Linked DNA regions of Mus musculus: all the other regions are linked to region 6. Evidence: chromatin contacts called from public HiChIP or PLAC-seq, Micro-C and promoter capture Hi-C data. All regions are on one chromosome and are shown on one strand. Each heading gives the region's core, a stretch centred on a gene start, on an enhancer-like site or on the middle of the called end of the contact. The rest is flanking DNA. Distances are from core to core; before and after follow the strand shown. Region 1 has its middle 14 kb from the start of Rai1. Region 2 holds the start of 4930412M03Rik (RIKEN cDNA 4930412M03 gene). Region 3 holds the start of Guk1 (guanylate kinase 1). Region 4 holds the start of Wnt9a (wingless-type MMTV integration site family, member 9A). Region 5 holds the start of 2310033P09Rik (RIKEN cDNA 2310033P09 gene). Region 6 holds the start of Mprip (myosin phosphatase Rho interacting protein).

Region 1 (2,700 bases), core at 112-2,611, 430 kb after region 6:
CTCTGGCCCCATGCATCTTTTTTTCTGGCTGTTGTCTGTGTTTGGACCAGCTTGCCTGCCCTGTGTAGTCCTCACATCCCCAGGCTCACAAGTCATTGGCTCAGGGCCACACAAAGCAAGATTGAATAATTGGGAAGTCCAAATGTAAGGAGTTCCAGCTAGGACCTCTGGGAAGTCTTGAGAATCAGTGGCCACTTAGAAACAGTGTGGTGTGGCTCCTCTGTGCTGAACACCGTCACCTTTGAGACATGGGGACTATGCTGTCCCTTACTGTGTAAATCCTGAGCATGTCACAAGTACTGACTCAGGAAAGCCTGTAGCAGCTCCATCCCAAGAGCTGGGAAACAGAGCTCTTGGGAAGGGCTACCTCTGACACGTCAGGACATTTCCCAAAATTAGTTGGTACAGAAGTTGACACAGGTGGCAACTTGCAGGAAGTCACAAGGTGAGCACTTGCCCGGACACATTGGAATCCAGGAACTGCTGTGGCTCTAAGGATTCCCTCTGCAGGGAAGGGCCTTTGGGAGCTTGCCTTCTAGGTCTGACCCTTATGTGGCCTATCTATAAAGCTAGAGACATGCCTGTTCTCATCTGTCTATTGTAGCAGGACACCCCTGAGCAACGGGATCCCTGGGTCGGGGGACCCTGCAGCCCCTCAGAACTTGGAGTGATGGAGTGATGTCACTAACAGTAGCTATACTTATCTGATGGGCCCCAAGATGTGGCTAGAGTGGACAAACGTCTACATTTTATTATTTTTAATTAATCAAAATGTAAATAGCCCCCACACGTGGCTAATGGTACCATATAGAGGGTGGAACCCTAGGGTCTAAATGAACACTTGATTTTAATTTCAGTTTTGCTCACTTTTTGCCCATTCCTATCCTCAAGTCAGTTTTGAGCAGGCCCAGCTACTTGCATTTCCTCTCTAAAGGACTTCTAGAAGTTTTTCACCTTCCAGGAAGAGGTGGCCACCAGGCCTAATCCAGCCTTGTCAGAAGAGGGTGTGGTCAGATAACCCCCAGGATATCTGTATTACTTGAGGTGAAGGATGGAACTTTTAAGGGCCAAGATTCAGTTTCCCACTAACAAATAGGGATGACAGGAGGTTCCTTAGAGCAGGGCATAGGTTGATTTAAAGAGAATAAGGGTGTTCTTGGTATGTCTGAGCTTTCTGTTAAGGATATACCGGGTAGCCCCACTCCTGTTCCCCACTTCTGTGCCCAGAGCCCATGTGCAGCCACACACAGGTCACCTCTTTAGTGCCTGGCCCAGCAGCTCGGATCACAGCATACTCCGGGCCACAGATCCTACCACTTCCCTTTCCTGTGCCGTTCCAGATGACTCCCACGGTCTGAGTCCCCACTGCTCTGCAAGAACTAATGGCCCACACTCACCCTGCCTACTCACATGCCCCAGCTGTGGGAGGAGTCCAGGATAGTAGGCAAGAAATTCTAAAATGAAGGAGTTTGTGTAGGTGTTCTTGTTTCTAACTTTCCCTGGCTGCTGAGAAAACTCTGCATTTGGTGTTTTATAGCAGGAGATTCGTTCCCTCACAGTCACGAAGAGCAGGAACACAAGGTTGGTGTCGAGGGACAGAAACCAATGTGGCAGCAGCAGGGCCTTGCTCCTGGCAGAGACTCCGAGTTAACTTGTGCTGGCCACGCCCAGTTTCTGCTTCCTACCCAGTGTTCCTTGCCCATGGCTGTCTCATTCCCAATCCTGCCCAGGCAGCCACGTGGCCTCCTGTGTGCCAAGCTTCCTTCTGCCCTTCTCTCCCCTTCATCCCCCTCTATTGTTTGTTTGTCTGTGTATCCATACATACTCCATGACTACAAACCCTGCAGTCTCGTTTCCCACATCTGGGTGACCTCGAGGGCAACACGGTGGACAAGGCTCACCCTGAGGACATTGTCTTTGTGCTCATGGTGTCCCCTGCCAGGTAAGCGTTCTGCTCTCCTTCTGAGACACCGTCTCCCTCTGAAGCCCAAACGGTCTTGAGCTCAATTCTGCCTATGATTCTGCTGCTGTTCCCAGGGTGCCGACACCACACGTCTGTGTCTCTGTACCCTGCTGCCTGTCTCTTATGAAGTCCCTAGAATAACATTCGGGAGCCTCCAAACCTCAAGATTCATCCCTGTCTCAAGACCCTTAATCATGTCTTCAAAGACCTGATGCAGAAGGAGACATCTCTGGGCTCAGGCATGGCTGCTTCTTGTTTTTTAGGCCTGTGGCTATGAACAACATAAGGGAGGACTCTGGATCTTACATTGGATCTTACATAGCCGTCTCCCTGTACTCTCTGTAGCTGTGATCGGATAACCCAGGGAGGCATATACAGCAAAAGACCTCAGGGACTCCATGACCACAACAGCATAGATTCATGAGTCTGTGGTCCCAGGCCTGTAAGAGCTCCCAGATGTATGAGGTTTCAGAGAAATAAGGGACTGAGACAAGGTCCAGAGGGGACCGTGCAGAGTCCTAAGAGTCTCCTCTCCTCTGCCCTTTGTTAGTCTTCTATCGATGTGATGAGACACCATGACAAAGACCATCTATAGAAGAAAGGGTTTGAGCTTACAGTTCAGGGGGGCTTAGATTTCATGATTCCCAAAGTGGCACAGCTGCGGGGGCAGGGCGTTGAGGACACACACCTTGTACCACAGGCAGGAGGCAGAGAGAGTGAACTGGGGGATAGCACAA
Region 2 (2,836 bases), core at 88-2,587, 450 kb after region 6:
GAAAGCCTTATTTCAGCTCACTTGGCTGTGCAGGGCTTCTGAGACACAAGATGTTCTCTGGGGTGCCTAGCCAAAGTGGACACTGAGGGCACCCACCAACCGAGGGGGAGCTGGGAAACAACATCCTTCTGCCTGCTCCATCGAGGCCTCCTGGCCCCCTTCATCTCCATATCTCCTGGCAGACTCCAGGTTGCTTAGAAAGCCAAGGCAGCCTTTCTTACAAACAAATCTTGTTCACATGGATAGGGGGAGACTAGCTGAGTCTATCTGCTCCTCTTTCTCTACCCAGGTATTGCCCACCCAGCTAGCTCCCTTTATTCGGAGACACCTTGAAGGGACACCAGTGTCATCGTCATTTGTCAAGCCATCAAACTGAGAGCTCCTGGTACTAGGGAGGTGGATTCGAGGAACCACGGGGTGATCATGAGGCAGGGCTTTCTGCAATGGCTGCCCCTCTTTCCCTTCGGCCCCTCCTCTTCAGCCCGCTGGCGGCTGGGAGAGGAAGCCCTGCCGGCAGGTAGCAGAGAAAAGACATAGGATCCAGGGGGGGGAGTCGGAGTGAAAGCAAACAAACAGGCCTTTGTGTGGCTTCAGATTGGCGGCTCAGAAGGGAAGCCAGGCCTGTGGTAGGCGAGAGAGGGAGGAGGTATGGGAGGTCGAGCTGTAGTTGGGTTGTGGGTAGCCAGAGCTGGATGACGAGGCCCATTCCTTGTAGACAGGCAACGCTTGGGCCCTGCCACTTGACTTCTGTACAGATCTAACGGACTCCCTGGGACTAACATACCTTAGGACTAACATACCTTAGGACTGTTAAAGGCCTAGTCAGTGTCGAGCTCCCATTCCACTCTGCTGCTTGTGACTGCAAGGAAGAAGTGGAGTAGTAGGGAGGGTATCATGGCCACCCGGGAAAACAGACTTTCCAGAACCAGGAACACGGTGGGAATTCCAGTGGGGAGGCAGCCCTGTGGAGCAGGAAGGTTTACTGTGCAGTGACAGGCAGTGGGTGTCTGTAGGTAGAGATAGTATCACAAGCCCCCACGACTAGGAGTCAAATTGCCCTATCACTGGTGCAGGCCACCAGGTTGGGGGCACAGGTCCGAAGACCGGTTTCCTCGCAGAGCGTGTGAGGGGTCGTCTTGGGTAGTATAGGTAGTGGAGCTGTATTCATTATCCTAGTGAGGACACCCGCACCAGCCCGGCTGCTCAGACCAGGACCCAAATCTACTGAGGCGCGGTCGGGCCAGACGATCAGGCAGCTGCGTGGTTGCTCCGGGGCCATTTCCTCTCCTCTCCACGACCTCGAAACGGGCGGCGGGAGGGCAGACGCCCGCGCTTCCTGCCCGCCAGCCCGCGGCGCCCCCCTAAGCAGCGTTCCACACGGGAGGTGCAAGGGGCGGGGCGGGGCGGGGCGGGGCGGGCACTGAGTCGCCATGGCAGCTCCTGGCCCGTCATGCTCCGCGCTGCTGGGACCGGCAGCCAAGGCCCCGCCCCTGGTAGAGCCGGGCCCCTTTCCGGGATTGCAAAGCCGGAGGCGTGGCTTCCAGACCTGGGAAGGTACTCTCAGGGCTCTCTGCTGTCTAGCTCTCCCCTCCCCCGGGTGCCACAGCCTTGGTGCTTCTTTGCGCGGTCCTTCACGGACGAGGCGCGGGGAGCGCCCCGACACTCTCTTACACTGGCAGAGTTGTGCCCAGAGGTACTCGCTTGTCCTCGACAGAGCCCAGCACTTGGCCTCTTGTAGCTGGCAGACGTTTGGTTGCCTGGCCAGGAGGTACATTCTTACTTTCTGAGCCCGGGCTCCATCGCCTGCCCTGGGAAACCTGTAACTAAACTTTGTTGCCAAGTTTGACCCATGTAATGCTGCCCTCTCTCCGCATGCTTTTCATGCCTTGAATCCCTAACTTCACCCTCCTGATCTGCTTTCTTTCCTCTAGTCCAGTAAGAGGCTCCAATTCAGTTGGCTTCTGCCCCCTTCTGCTTGTATGGAGCAGGCAGCTAAATTTAATACTGGTCTTAGGGTCTTGGCAAGAAGATTGCCTCTTAAGCTGCTGGACTCTGCCTTTCTTCAGCCTCACCCAGGGCACACACAGGAGGACGAGAGTAGGTTTTTATGGAAGCAGAAGGATGTATCTTGATATGTAGGCCAAGAGTAGTGGTGCACACTTGTATCTCTAGCGCTTCAGGAAGCTGAGGTTGATAGGCTAGCAAGATTGAGACCAGCCTGGGTTGTATAATGAGGAGTTCTTGTGTTTCAAAACAAAACAAAACTTCCCAATTCTAAGTATTTTCTAGTCTGATAATCTGAATATGCTGACTGTAGAGAAGTTCAAAAGTAGAACCAGACCCACCCATGCCTGACATCTCAGCTCCTTTTGAGGTTGAGTGCAGCAGGAGTTTAGGATTAGCTTGTGCAACATACCAAAACCCTCATCTCAAAAAACGATATAGGACCAGTGAGATGGCTTAGCAGGTAAAGGGCCTGCTACAAAGCCTCGTGACCTGACTTTGAAGAAAACTGACTCTGGCAAGTTTTCCTCTACACACACACTCACTCATTCACACTGTATGTGTGTGTGTCCTAAATTCCTGAAAAACAATATGGGATGAGCACAACAAATGCAAAGAATGAAAGAGTCATGCTGTATGTTTGGACTTGTAAAGTATTTGATGACTTTAATAGCTTTTTTTTCTTGCTATAAAAGGAGAACAGGCTTATTATAGAACTTTTGAAAAATATGAGTTAAAAGGAAGAAATTTACCCATATTCTAGTCTCTAAAGGCATTGCCTGTCATAGGGTTATCCTTACTGTGTATGCTACCACTCTTGTAGGTACCTGAA
Region 3 (2,700 bases), core at 151-2,650, 470 kb before region 6:
AGGGCAGGGCAGGGAAGACTAGGGACCAGCAGAAGCAGAATCAAGAAAGATAGGGACCGGGGCTGGAGAGATGGCTCAGTGGTTAAGAGCACTGACTGCTCTTCCAGAGGTCCAGAGTTCAAATCCCAACAACCACATGGTGGCTCACAACCATCTGTAATGGGATCTGATGCCCTCTTCTGGTGTGTCTGAAGAAAGAGACAGTGTACTTATAGATAATAAATAAATCTTGAAAGAAAGAAAGAAAGAAAGAAAGAAAGAAAGAAAGAAAGAAAGAAAGAAAGAAAGAAAGAAAGAAAGAAAGAAAGAAAGAAAGGAAGGAAGGAAGACAGACACCATCACATGCAATCAGGGAGGATGGGGACAGGACAGGATGGGACAGGGAAGATTAAGTCCCAACCAGAAGAGTCAGGGATACAAGAAGCCTTGCTCATATGGCTGCCTCCCAAGAGCTCAACCCTACTCTAACTTTCCTTCTTTGTCGCCTGGGCTCTTTCCTCTCACATCCCCTTCTGCCTTTTCTTTTCCAATTACATCATGTTTCCTGGATATTTTGTGTTTGTCAAGACAGACGAGAAAGGGAAACAACTTTAGTAGTCGCTTTCATAACTAGCCTATGACCTCCTGCAAGGTGAACTGAAGGAGCACCCACAGAAACAAACTGCATTCTTCTTTCTCTCCTTGGAGCCTATCAAAGGCTGACCAGTCATTTACTTGCTTTCTCCCTCTCTCCTCAGATACCGCGGAGCTAATGTCACCTGCTCCACCTCCAGGCACCACCAGAACGAACCCCGCCCACTTCCACGTTGGATAAAACGATGCCTGAGAATAATAAGCCCAAAGGCAGATTAATATTTTTTTCTAAAACAAAACAAATCGGGACAAGCCAAATCCTAATAGTCTGCAGGGCCTGCACCATCTGCAGGCACTGAAGTCCAACGCCCGCAATGGCTCAGGAGTAAAGCCATGTGCTTGAGCCTACCCAGGACGCCGGCTGGGTAGGGAACAGAGGAAGAGCGCAGACTAGGCTCATGCTGCACCGATCTGCTGGTGGCTGGGACTCCGCGTGCCCATCCCTGTCGTTCTGGGGTCCCGAGAAACACGTTCACCCGGCATCCCCACAAGATGGAGACGGCACGCAAGGGAAATATGCTGCCACAAGTCCCACTCCGAAGACAACCAGCCACCAGCGCACTCACCGTCCGCGGGGACCCGACCCAGGGCGGCCACCGCCAGCCCGACCAGCGGGCGCCGCAGCATCAGGGACCGCCCGCAGGACTACGTCACAGCGGCGCGCCGGCCCACCGGAACACACCGGAGGGCGGCATGGCTACGCACACCGAGTACGCAAAGCACCAGCGCCGGCCACGTCCCACCTTTGCCCGCTGACATTACGTCTCCCTCGCCGGCCCCACCTACACCACATTAAATCCCGCCTTGTCACGGCCCCCAAGCGACAGCCACACCTCAGCCCAACGGGGGGGGGGGGGGCCGCGATGATGCACAGGCGCACTGCGCGGTTCTCCCCGACGACCACGCCCACTTCTCTTCGTTGTTTCTTCTCCAAACTCCGCCCTTTTCCGTACCCTCCTTTCTTTCCCTAGGCTCAAACCCTACCAATTTACAAAGACCCTGAGAGGAACACATCAGAAGTCAGCTTCGAATCCGTTTAGTTACATTTTCGGGTTAGCCGGTTAACTGTTAAATCATTTCAAGAGGCGGCTAGCACGTGCTATTTATTCTTCCAGAGGACCCAGATTCAGTTCCCAGCACTCAGGTTGGGCAGGCGCATCACCTGCACTCATGTACTCTTACCCAAACACATAGACACATACACCTAATTTTAAGTCTTTTAGTTTTTTAGATAGGGTCTTACTATGTAGTCTTGACTGTCTGGAAACTCCCAGAGAGCCATCTACCTCTACCTCCCAAATGCCGGTAATAAAAAGATGTATACCAAGGGAAGCAGAGGCAGATGGATCTTTGAGTTCAAGGCCAGCCTTGTCTACAGTGCAAGTTCCAGGACAGCCAGGGTACACAGAAAAACCCCATCTCAAACAAAAGTATGTACTATTGTGGCTCCCCAAAGTATTTTTTAAATAAGTTACTTCAAGAAACTGGAAGGCAGGGGCTGGTGAGATGGTTCAGTGGGTAAGAGCACCGGACTGCTCTTCCGAAGGTCAGGAGTTCAAATCCCAGCAACCACATGGTGGCTCACAACCATCCGTATCGAGATCTGACTCCCTCTTCTGGAGTGTCTGAGGACAGCTACAGTGTACTTACAATAAATAAATAAATAAATAAATAAATAAATAAATAAATAAATAAATAAATAAATAAACAAACAAACAAATAAATCTTAAACAAAAAAGAAAAAAGAAAGAAAGAAACGGGAAGGCAAAGATCTCAGAGAATGCTGAAGTTGTCTTTAATTCAGGAGATAAAAGAAAAATAAGCCCAATGTGGTGGCACACACCTTTAATGTCAGCACTTGGAAGTAGAGGTAGGCCGACCTTTAGAACATTCAGGACAGGTTCCATTTACATAGTTAGCTCTAGGCCAATCAAGGTTACATAGGGAGACCCTGTCTTAAATAAAACAAACTTATTAAAGAATTGCAGTAAAGTGGGCAGCACAGTTGAGTTAAGTATCAGTTCTTTCCAAAAGCTTTTTTTGGAGAGAAGTCCTGAGCTTCGAGGT
Region 4 (2,843 bases), core at 100-2,599, 360 kb before region 6:
GCGGAGGCTGATGTGATTTTTTTTTTTTCACTCATTTCCTCCTCTGCTTTCCTTTGGAGCCGTGACAGGTGGCTGAGCAGTTGCTGTGCACGGCTAGACAACTCAGCCTCCCAGAGGAGCTCAAAACCCTCAGACTTGGAGGTCTCCCATCCAGAATCAGCCCCTCTAAGTTGAGAAGGCGGTGGCTGGTAAGGAGGTTTGCCTTCCAGGGTGTGGAGCTTGCCCCTGTAAGCCCAGGTCAGGGAGGCACGCTAGTGTTGGAGGTCCCTGGGTTTTGTTAGCTTGGCTCTGGTGTGTGTGTGTGTGTGTGTGTCACTGTCTTGCACAGAAAGTGCGTCTCCAGCACGGAAGGTTGACACGCGGTGGGCATGTGTCAGGATCCAATCACTCGGTCCTATTCTCCAGCACTTTGAATGGTCCCTGAATAAGCCGCCCCTCCCCCAATGTCAGGGGACTCTTAAGCAGTCTATTGGGTGCCCTGGGCAATTGTGTTTCTCTGCGTGTTAGTTAAGGTTTGACTTATAGACAATTCAGTCCACGAAGATGAGTCACAGCTCTGGGCTTTCACACAGACCAGTCACCATCCTGGCCAGCGGTCCCCTTCATCTTCCACCCTGTTTGGGGTATGAGGTCCCTGAGTGTCAGTGATATCTGCAGCTAGTAGTCCAGAAGTCCCTGAGGACCATATTGTCCCATCCTCAGGTCCAAGTCGGCCACAGCACCGGCTCTGCAGAAATGCCTTTTTGGTCTCCCTTGGAGAGGTCGCCTTTCCATTCCTCCAGCTACAGCACCCCAACTTTCAGCAGTGGCTCCCTCTTGGCAACATTGGCCCGCGAGTGGATTCGCGTCCCCCCACGCTCCCGCTCTGTAATCCAGTGGCTAACGTCGCTCCCAAGCCACCCAGTCACTATCCCCTCAAGCACAGTCGTCCAAGTTTCTCGGCTCTTGGATGTCTTTCCCGGCGGCCAACACCCGGTCCCTAACTGTCAGGAGACACCCCGGAGCTCGCACTTGTGTCCTGGCTGCAGACACCTAGCCCCGGGGTCTAACCCTGCTCTGTCTCTCAGTCCCGCCCCATCGCTCCTTCTGGCTCCGTTACTCGACCGGGGTTCCCACCGCGCCACGTGCCCAGCCCTCCCCACAGCGCGCCCCAGGCCCGCCCCGCGAGCCGAGCAGCTCGGCGGCCGCGGCGGCGGCGGCGGGCGCGCAGCTCGGATTTCGGCCCGCCCCCGGCGCCGGCGTGACCCCTCCTCCGGGGCGCGGGCGGGCCGAGCCCAGCTGGCCGGCGCCCCGCCCCGCGGCCGCGGCTGCGGACGCTATAAGAGGGCGGCGGTCGCGGCGCGCCCTGCGCGGAGCCCGGAGCGCGATGGTCTGCCGCCGCGGCGCGGCAAGATGCTGGATGGGTCCCTTCTGGCGCGCTGGCTGGCCGCGGCCTTCGGGCTGACGCTGCTGCTCGCCGCGCTGCGCCCTTCGGCCGCCTACTTCGGGTAGGTGCCCGCGGCGGGCGGCCGCGCGAGGGCGGGCGAGGGCGGCGGGGCCGGACGGGGGCATCGAGCCCGGGGTAGCACTCGCCAGGTGCTCGGCGGGGTACACGGGTGGCTTGGAGTCGTTAGTTGGCAGCGAGCGCGCCTCTCGGTCCGCAGGTCGTTGCCCGCCGTGCGCCCTAGAGGTAGAGGGGCCGGTGTCCCCGACGGGCTTGCGCGGGGCCGCGGTCCACGGTGACTCCCGAGTCGCCGCCGCCGCCTTAGGCCGCGGTGTTCCTGCCAAAAGGCTGGAGCCTCCCTGGCCCCTGCCCACTACCCCCCTTCTCTCCTGGAAAAGTTAATTTAACAACAACAAAAAAACACGTACAAAATCCAGATGTTCCTTGCACTGAGCCCCAAAGGGGAGAAAAAAAACCCTCCAAGCTGGAGAAATTTATTTTTCTTGCGCTTTTTTCTGGCGCTCGCCCGAGCCTGGCCCCGACCTCGGCCCTCGGGAACACGTCTGGGAGACCTGACCCCGGGGGGTAAACGCCGCCGCTGTCCCGCGGGGTCGCCGCCCGCACTCGCCTGTCTATGCGTTAGCAGTTTTGCCGCGTTCTTGGGCGCGTCTCTTCACCTTTGGTTCCTTTCGTCCCTCCCTCTCTACTCGCTTTCCCAGGTTTGGGATGCCTGAACCCAGCGATCTTTAGAGGGACACCCACTGCACTTTGAGTTCTCCAAGGTCCTGGGTGGCACCACGCATGGCAGCGCCCCAGCTTTCTCTGCCCTCCCTGCTTATCACCCTTCTTTCCCCCTCTGGGAGACCTGGGTTAGCCCCTCGGGTCGCAACCCTGGTCCTGGGTGATCTGGACTGCGTCTTGGGCCGCCGCCCTTCGCCGGTCACCTGTTCCCTCGCCCCTGGCTTCAGTGGCCGCTCGCAGCGGTGTGGCCGGCAGAGGGCCCCGTTGGTCTAGGAATCTGGCACCCGCCAGGGCAGGGAGAGGCGGCTGGGCTGAGGAACCCTGCAGGTGTATCCTGTTCTCAAAGAAAATAAAATATTTTCATGGGAAATTTTCCCTTTGTGTTTTTCTTTCTCCTCCTTTCTCCTCCGTCTGTCCATTTCTTCTGGGTTGTCTTCCAGGGTCAGTTCCATGTCTCGGTTCCCAGGGTCTCCCCACCCTGGCTCCCCTGGTCCGACCCCTGGGCCTTGGCCTGGCACGCCCCTGCACGCCATCTGTGCAGCCCTAAGCCTCACCCGCGGGCAAGAGGGAGGGCTGAGGATGGCCGTCTGGCCACAGGTCCGCGGTGAGTCACAGCAGCCCATCAGCCAGCTGTGCCTTCCTCTCTTCTGGCCCAGTCAGGCATCTGACACGCCCTGGG
Region 5 (2,725 bases), core at 80-2,579, 450 kb before region 6:
GATTTGACAGAATAGGATATGCCTATCTCTCATGAGAACAGAGAGGAAAGAAGTGACTTAGGGGAAAGAATAGGAGAGGGCAGTTTACTGGGACCATTGTACAGAGACAGGTTGCAGAGAAAGAACAAACTAGCCAGGTGAAGACAGAACGAGCCAGAAAATGAGCCAGAGATTAGAACATAATACCAAAGGTCGTATGAGGCCAAGCAGAGCAATTCGGGGGAAGCTGGAAGAAGCCAATTTGAATCATTCAGTGTGGAGGAGTCTGAGCCAGAATAGCTGAGTTGACCACCCAGCTAGATAGAGTTCAGAAGAGCATTAAAGGGTGAGCTTATTCAGCAATAGGTCTCAGAGGTTGAAAACATTCTAGGCCAAGATAAGATTGTATGGAGGCTAGAAGCTTCCAGGACAAGGCCTGGGTTAGCAGACAGAGGCGGTAAGCTTCAGAAATGACAATTACATCAGGCAAATAAAGGATACGTTTCCACTTTATTGTGCAGCTCCCCTTGGGACCATCCATTCATCCCGAGTATGATCTTGTTCTGAGGAATCTGTCCCAACTGTGTCCTCTAAAGCCAGGCCATGACCTCAGGGCTCATACCAAGAGCCTCACAAGCTGTGGCAGGTACTCAACGTGTTCAGGATGAAGACATAAAAATGAGGCTGTCTTGGTCTATTTGGGATGCTAGAGAGTTCCAGGATGGGTATTTTTTCAGACTAGGGATGAAACCCAAGACCATCATGTTAAGCAAGTGATCTGTCATTAAGATGTAGCTCAGTTTCTGTTCATTTTGAGGCGCAGCCTCAGTAAATTGCCCAGTAAAGCTTCACCTGCAGAGAACACAGATCGCTCTGGTTTAGGGATGCTTTGGCTTTCATGTCACATACGCATATTCTGTCACCCAGAGCATGGAAGAGTGAATCCATGTTTCTTTGGTGACTTTATCTGTCCCTCTGTTCCGTGAAGGTTTGCCATTATTTAACTTAGTTTCAACAGTGACCCGGGACCTTTGGAGTTAGCATTCTTGGCTTTCCAGAAAGCAAGGGGCCGGCCCCTCCTGGTGTCACTAAGGTTTTGTAGTGTCCCCTTCCACCGAGATTCCTTCACACGAGAGTTATCAGGTGGGATAGCACAGCCGCCTTTTTGAGGAGCTATTGCGCAGGCGCACGTGGCACTAGGATGAAGGATGCGCCAGAGAAGCCCTGAACGCCCTTTAGAAAGAGGATCTTGATTGATAAGGCCCTCGGATACGCAGTGCGCAGGCGCACGGGCACGTTAGCGAGAGCGCAGGCGCGCGCGGGGGCGCGAGAGTGACGTCACGGCGTGCGTCCGGAGTGCTGCGGGAAGTCCGACTAGAGACCGCGGGTACTGAAGGCTGTGCAGTGGCTCCAGCGCCATGTTCGGCTCCAATCGCGGTGGCGTGCGTGGCGGACAAGACCAGTTCAATTGGGAGGACGTGAAGACTGACAAGCAGAGGGAGAACTACTTGGGCAACTCGCTGATGGCGCCAGTAGGCCGCTGGCAGAAGGGCCGCGACCTCACCTGGTACGCGAAGGACCGCGCGCCGTGTACCGGCCCGAGCCGTGAGGAAGAGCTGGCAGCCGTGCGCGAGGCGGAGCGTGAGGCGCTGCTGGCCGCACTGTAAGTGCCTGGTCTGCGGGGCGACCGCAAGCCCCGAGGGCGGGATCTGGGTGGCCCTGGGGCGGGGCTGGATGTGGGCGGGGCACAGGAAAGAAGGGGACCGAGGGGCCAGACCCTTGATGAGCATTCCTGACCTTTGCTCGCAGTGGTTACAAGAACGTGAGGAAACAGCCCACCGGCCTGAGCAAGGAGGTGAGTCTGAGATATGGGTTCGAGGTCCGCGGGGTGGTTGGGGGGGGGTGGGGGGGTCCGTCTGTCTCGGCCTAGAACCTCCTATCTTACCCTGCTTTCGCAGGACTTCGTGGAGATCTGCAAACGGGAAGGAGGAGACCCCGAGGAGAAGGGCGTGGACCGGCTCCTGGGCTTGGGCAGCGCCAGGTTAGGCTAGTTGGGGAGTCCAGGGTAGGCCTGGGCGGTGATTGAGAACTGTCCTCAAATGCTCTGTCCCCTGCAGTGGCTCCGCGGGCCGTGTGGCGCTATCCCGAGAAGACAAAGAGGCTGCCAAACTTGGGCTGTCAGTGTTCACGGTAAACCCTGTCAAGCCCAATGCACAGGATCCTGGGGTTTAGAGGTGTCTGAGATGTGGGGCAGGATTCCCTGGGTGTTCCTCACCACGGCTACTCATGTCATACAGCACCACCGTGTGGACAGCGAAGGCCCAAGCACTGCCCCAACTGCTCCCAGGAAGAAGCCTCGCGCTGAGGACAAGGTCGAACCGGAGTAAGTTGAGTCTGCCTCCCTGTGCATAAAGGGGCAGACTGCCTTAGCTCTCTTAGTTTGACTGAAGTAGGCGGACCTCCATCTCTGGGCTGGAGTCTCAGTAGCTGCCATAGGTGACCCAGCAGGGTGACGCTCAGGACCATGATACTGGCCAGTTTGGTGGGAGGTGCTTGTGGGGTGGGCGGCACACAACTTTCTTTAATCCCAGCATTTGGTAGACAGCAGGCTGATCTCTCAGAGTTCTCACAAGCTGGTACGTGTGTCTGGTTACTTCTACTTTTGTGTCATCTCAACTTTGTACCTAGGTAAAATAGTGAGTTCCAAGCTAGACAAGGCTGCATAATGAGAACTTGTCTCCAAGGA
Region 6 (2,700 bases), core at 149-2,648:
GGGCTTTCCCCTCAGGCTGCAGGCACACTTTGATCTGGGCTCCTTCATTCCTGATTCCTTGTGCAGGAGAGCATTTCTTTCTCAAAATGGAAATGCACCTCCCCGGGGTAGTCACCAGATGACCAGTGGAAAAGTACGCAACTCTGAAGGCATTTCTCTCCTAAAGCCTCCTTGTGACCTGAGCGCAGCTGCTCTCAGTGCCACCACCTGCTCCAATATCACCTCCATTGTGAAGAATGAGTTAGTTCAGCCTGTTAAAAAACACAGGCTGACTTCTGGAACTGCCAGCCAGCTGAGCCTGGAATCTCAGGTCAAAGTGATTCCTCCTTTCTGTCTTGCCTCCCTCACTCTTTCCCTTTCCTCTCCTCCTTAGCCTCCTTATAAAGGTCTCATTACGGTCCAGACTGGCCTTAAACTCTCCACCCTCCTAGATCTACTTTCAGAGTTCTGGGACCACATACTCCTTTCTTGTTCCTCCTCCCCACACTTACACCTGCATACCTTGGGAACAGTTCTGCATGCTCTCTGCTTAGATCCATTTCACTGCTGCTGGGAACAATTTGCCTCCTAAGGAGCAGGGGTTGTCCCCCTCCATCCCCCTCCCCTCCGCCCATTCTGGACTCCTCTGTCGTTTCCTTTCCAAGTGGCCTTTTGCCTGGGAGTCTGGACAAGAGTGGCCTGTAGTATATAGTTCAGGCCCTTCTTGCAGAGTGACCTTGCACAAGCTATTCGCAGTGTCTGAGCTTTTGTCTCCTCAAGCACAAAACGGAGGTAAGAGTGCGTACGTAACTCTAGCAGAATTGGGCTCCCATAATAGAATTGACAACTCCTCACGGCTGCTGACATCTTCTAGTCACCTCGGAAACACTACGTCTTATTACTTAACTGCTCCGCGCGCCTCAGTTTCCTTACGTAAAACCGGAATGGTCACGGGAAGGTTATGGAACTTTAATGATCTAAAACACGGGAAGCACTTGAAACAATTTCTAGTCTTTATGGTGGCATCTGGGTCGACCACAGACCTAGCACACAGTAGGGGCGCAGGCTAGACGAGGCAGAAGGCCGCAGCGAAGAGACTACGAGAAAGACAGGGGCCCGCAGGGAGACCGCGGAGATCTCCGGCGTCCTTCCGGGAGCAGCCCAGCCCAACGCCGCAGCTGTCAGGCCGCGGGCGGCGGCGCCAGTCCACCAAACCTGAAAGTTCCATCCCAGCGCCTCCACCTTCCCAGCCTGGACAAGTTACCTTGCGCCCGCTGCTCCCGGTCCCGCCCCCGTCATCCATTGGTCGACGGGTTTCTTTGTTAGCAGGAGCGTGCGGGTGCCATTGGCTCGCGGGGCTGCCGGTTGCGGTGCCCCGCCCCACCCCGCCCCTCCCCGAGTGCGCGCGGCGCCCAGCTCGGTTCGTTCGCGGTGGCGGCGGGCGCCGGGTGAGCGCGACGGCTGGACTTGCCGGCCGGCGCCTTGGGGGCGGCCGCGGTGGAGCCAGCGGCCGGAGGCCGCGTCCGTCCATGGGCCCACAGCGGCCGGGCGGCGGGGCGGGGCGCGAGGCGGCGCGCGCGCTCTGAGGCCGCGGCGAGCAGGCGGGGCGCGGCGCGAGAGGGGAGGCCTTTCCGGGCCTGCGGCGGCCAGCGCAAAATGCGGCGGCGGCCGCGCTGAGTCCCCGACCCCCGGGAGAGCGCTGGGCCGTGGCGGCCCGCTCCGCGGCCGCCTAGCCGACATGTCGGCGGCCAAGGAAAACCCGTGCAGGAAATTTCAGGCCAACATCTTCAACAAGAGCAAGTGTCAGAACTGCTTCAAGCCCCGCGAGTCGCATCTGCTCAACGACGAGGACCTGACGCAGGTGAGCTGCCGCGGGTGCGGAGCTGAGAGTCCTGCCTGCGAGTCGTGCCGGGGAGCGCAGAGCCTGCGAAGGCCAAGAGAGAATAAAAATGGAGCAGGGAAAAAAAATGCGTGAGAGTTGGGGGATGGGGTTGGAATGGGGGCGGGAAGAGTATCGATAGAGCTGGGACAAAGGGAAAATCCTCAAGAATGCCGAAAAATAACATCCTTTCCCGTTCCCATAGCTCTGCCGTGTGATTCATGCTTGTTGGGTGACTCAAAAAAATGTCTGGTTTCCCTGGATAGGAACAAAGTGGGGCTTGCTTGCCACTTGTCAGTACTACCCCCCCCCTCGCCCCCCTCGCGACTTGTCTTGGGACTGGACGCAGACTTGGCCACCAAACTGTCCCAGGAATTGGCATGTTTGCGTGGGTCACCAGTTTCCATCTTGTGGAATAGAGCCTGCTCTCCTTCTAAGTCACTGTCACCGTCAGGGTCTGAAGAGAGATGAGGTGTTTCTCTTCAGATGGGTGGGTCTTGCTCTTGAACTGAAGGTAGGAATAGCTTTTGTCGAGGGGTAGGGGCTTCCCTTCTTGGTTTTGCTTTCTGGCCCAGGAGACCAAGAAGACCTGTACATTCTGGGGAAAGTTGGTTTCCCCCTCTGTCTGCCCTTAATTTGTTAGTCAGGATTTTGGACCAGGTTAGACGCTCTTCCTAACCCGTGTCAAAGTCACAGTCATGGAAAACAGAGTTCCAGACCTCCAAGTCACAGTCATGGAAAACATTGTCCTAGATTGCCAAAGACCTCCAACCCCGGAGCAGTGTAGGAGATTGGGAATTTGTGTTGGTACAAGGTCTCCAATTTGGGCAACTGGCCCTTGG

What was found. Promoter capture Hi-C pulls out the DNA fragments that hold promoters and counts their contacts. Hi-C and Micro-C count contacts between places; a contact is called where the count stands out from the background. HiChIP or PLAC-seq counts read pairs in DNA pulled down with a chosen protein or histone mark.
Region 1: a contact with region 6 is called in a promoter capture Hi-C map of pre-B cells, with 2.2 times the contacts expected there. The contact joins the enhancer-like site here to the promoter of Mprip in region 6. A contact is called at or near these places in 5 of 39 promoter capture datasets (the C10 cell line, liver, pre-B cells and 2 more) and 2 of 115 datasets of contacts at active chromatin or transcription factors (the NIH/3T3 cell line and pancreatic cancer cells).
Region 2: a FOXA1 HiChIP or PLAC-seq map of pancreatic cancer cells shows a contact between it and region 6. The contact joins the promoter of 4930412M03Rik here to the promoter of Mprip in region 6. A contact is called at or near these places in 3 of 39 promoter capture datasets (the C10 cell line, liver and neural stem cells), 1 of 484 Hi-C or Micro-C datasets (CD4 T cells) and 1 of 115 datasets of contacts at active chromatin or transcription factors (pancreatic cancer cells).
Region 3: a contact with region 6 is called in an H3K4me3 HiChIP or PLAC-seq map of bone marrow-derived macrophages, with 3 times the contacts expected there. The contact joins the promoter of Guk1 here to the promoter of Mprip in region 6.
Region 4: a contact with region 6 is called in a Micro-C map of embryonic stem cells, with 2.8 times the contacts expected there. The contact joins the promoter of Wnt9a here to the promoter of Mprip in region 6. A contact is called at or near these places in 3 of 39 promoter capture datasets (embryonic stem cells, hippocampal neurons and pre-B cells), 2 of 484 Hi-C or Micro-C datasets (both in embryonic stem cells) and 1 of 115 datasets of contacts at active chromatin or transcription factors (extraembryonic endoderm stem cells).
Region 5: an HNF4G HiChIP or PLAC-seq map of pancreatic cancer cells shows a contact between it and region 6. The contact joins the promoter of 2310033P09Rik here to the promoter of Mprip in region 6. A contact is called at or near these places in 4 of 115 datasets of contacts at active chromatin or transcription factors (bone marrow-derived macrophages, effector CD8 T cells, memory CD8 T cells and 1 more).

What each region holds. Positions count from the first base shown.
Region 1 is chr11:60,089,905-60,092,604 of GRCm38.p6, forward strand. No RefSeq gene overlaps it. Among named protein-coding and RNA genes, the nearest start is that of Rai1, 14 kb to the right of the region's middle. Within about 2 kb of position 1,362, at least 65 of the 459 cell types and tissues checked have an H3K27ac peak or open chromatin away from gene starts, as enhancers often do. A contact at or near this core is called in pre-B cells, where this site is marked.
Region 2 is chr11:60,113,895-60,116,730 of GRCm38.p6, forward strand. It overlaps 4930412M03Rik (RIKEN cDNA 4930412M03 gene), which reads right to left and starts at 1,338. Exons shown (of 1, transcript NR_164317.1): 1 at 1-1,338. The region is part of intron 1 of Rai1 (retinoic acid induced 1); the gene reads left to right.
Region 3 is chr11:59,190,552-59,193,251 of GRCm38.p6, forward strand. It overlaps Guk1 (guanylate kinase 1), which reads right to left and starts at 1,401. Exons shown (of 8, transcript NM_008193.3): 1 at 1,200-1,401. The coding sequence starts at 1,260.
Region 4 is chr11:59,305,581-59,308,423 of GRCm38.p6, forward strand. It overlaps Wnt9a (wingless-type MMTV integration site family, member 9A), which reads left to right and starts at 1,350. Exons shown (of 4, transcript NM_139298.2): 1 at 1,350-1,487. The coding sequence starts at 1,393.
Region 5 is chr11:59,207,032-59,209,756 of GRCm38.p6, forward strand. It overlaps 2310033P09Rik (RIKEN cDNA 2310033P09 gene), which reads left to right and starts at 1,330. Exons shown (of 7, transcript NM_024210.2): 1 at 1,330-1,642; 2 at 1,789-1,834; 3 at 1,938-2,020; 4 at 2,097-2,169; 5 at 2,277-2,362. The coding sequence starts at 1,398.
Region 6 is chr11:59,661,109-59,663,808 of GRCm38.p6, forward strand. Mprip (myosin phosphatase Rho interacting protein) reads left to right here and starts at 1,399. Exons shown (of 24, transcript NM_001368931.1): 1 at 1,399-1,840. The coding sequence starts at 1,718.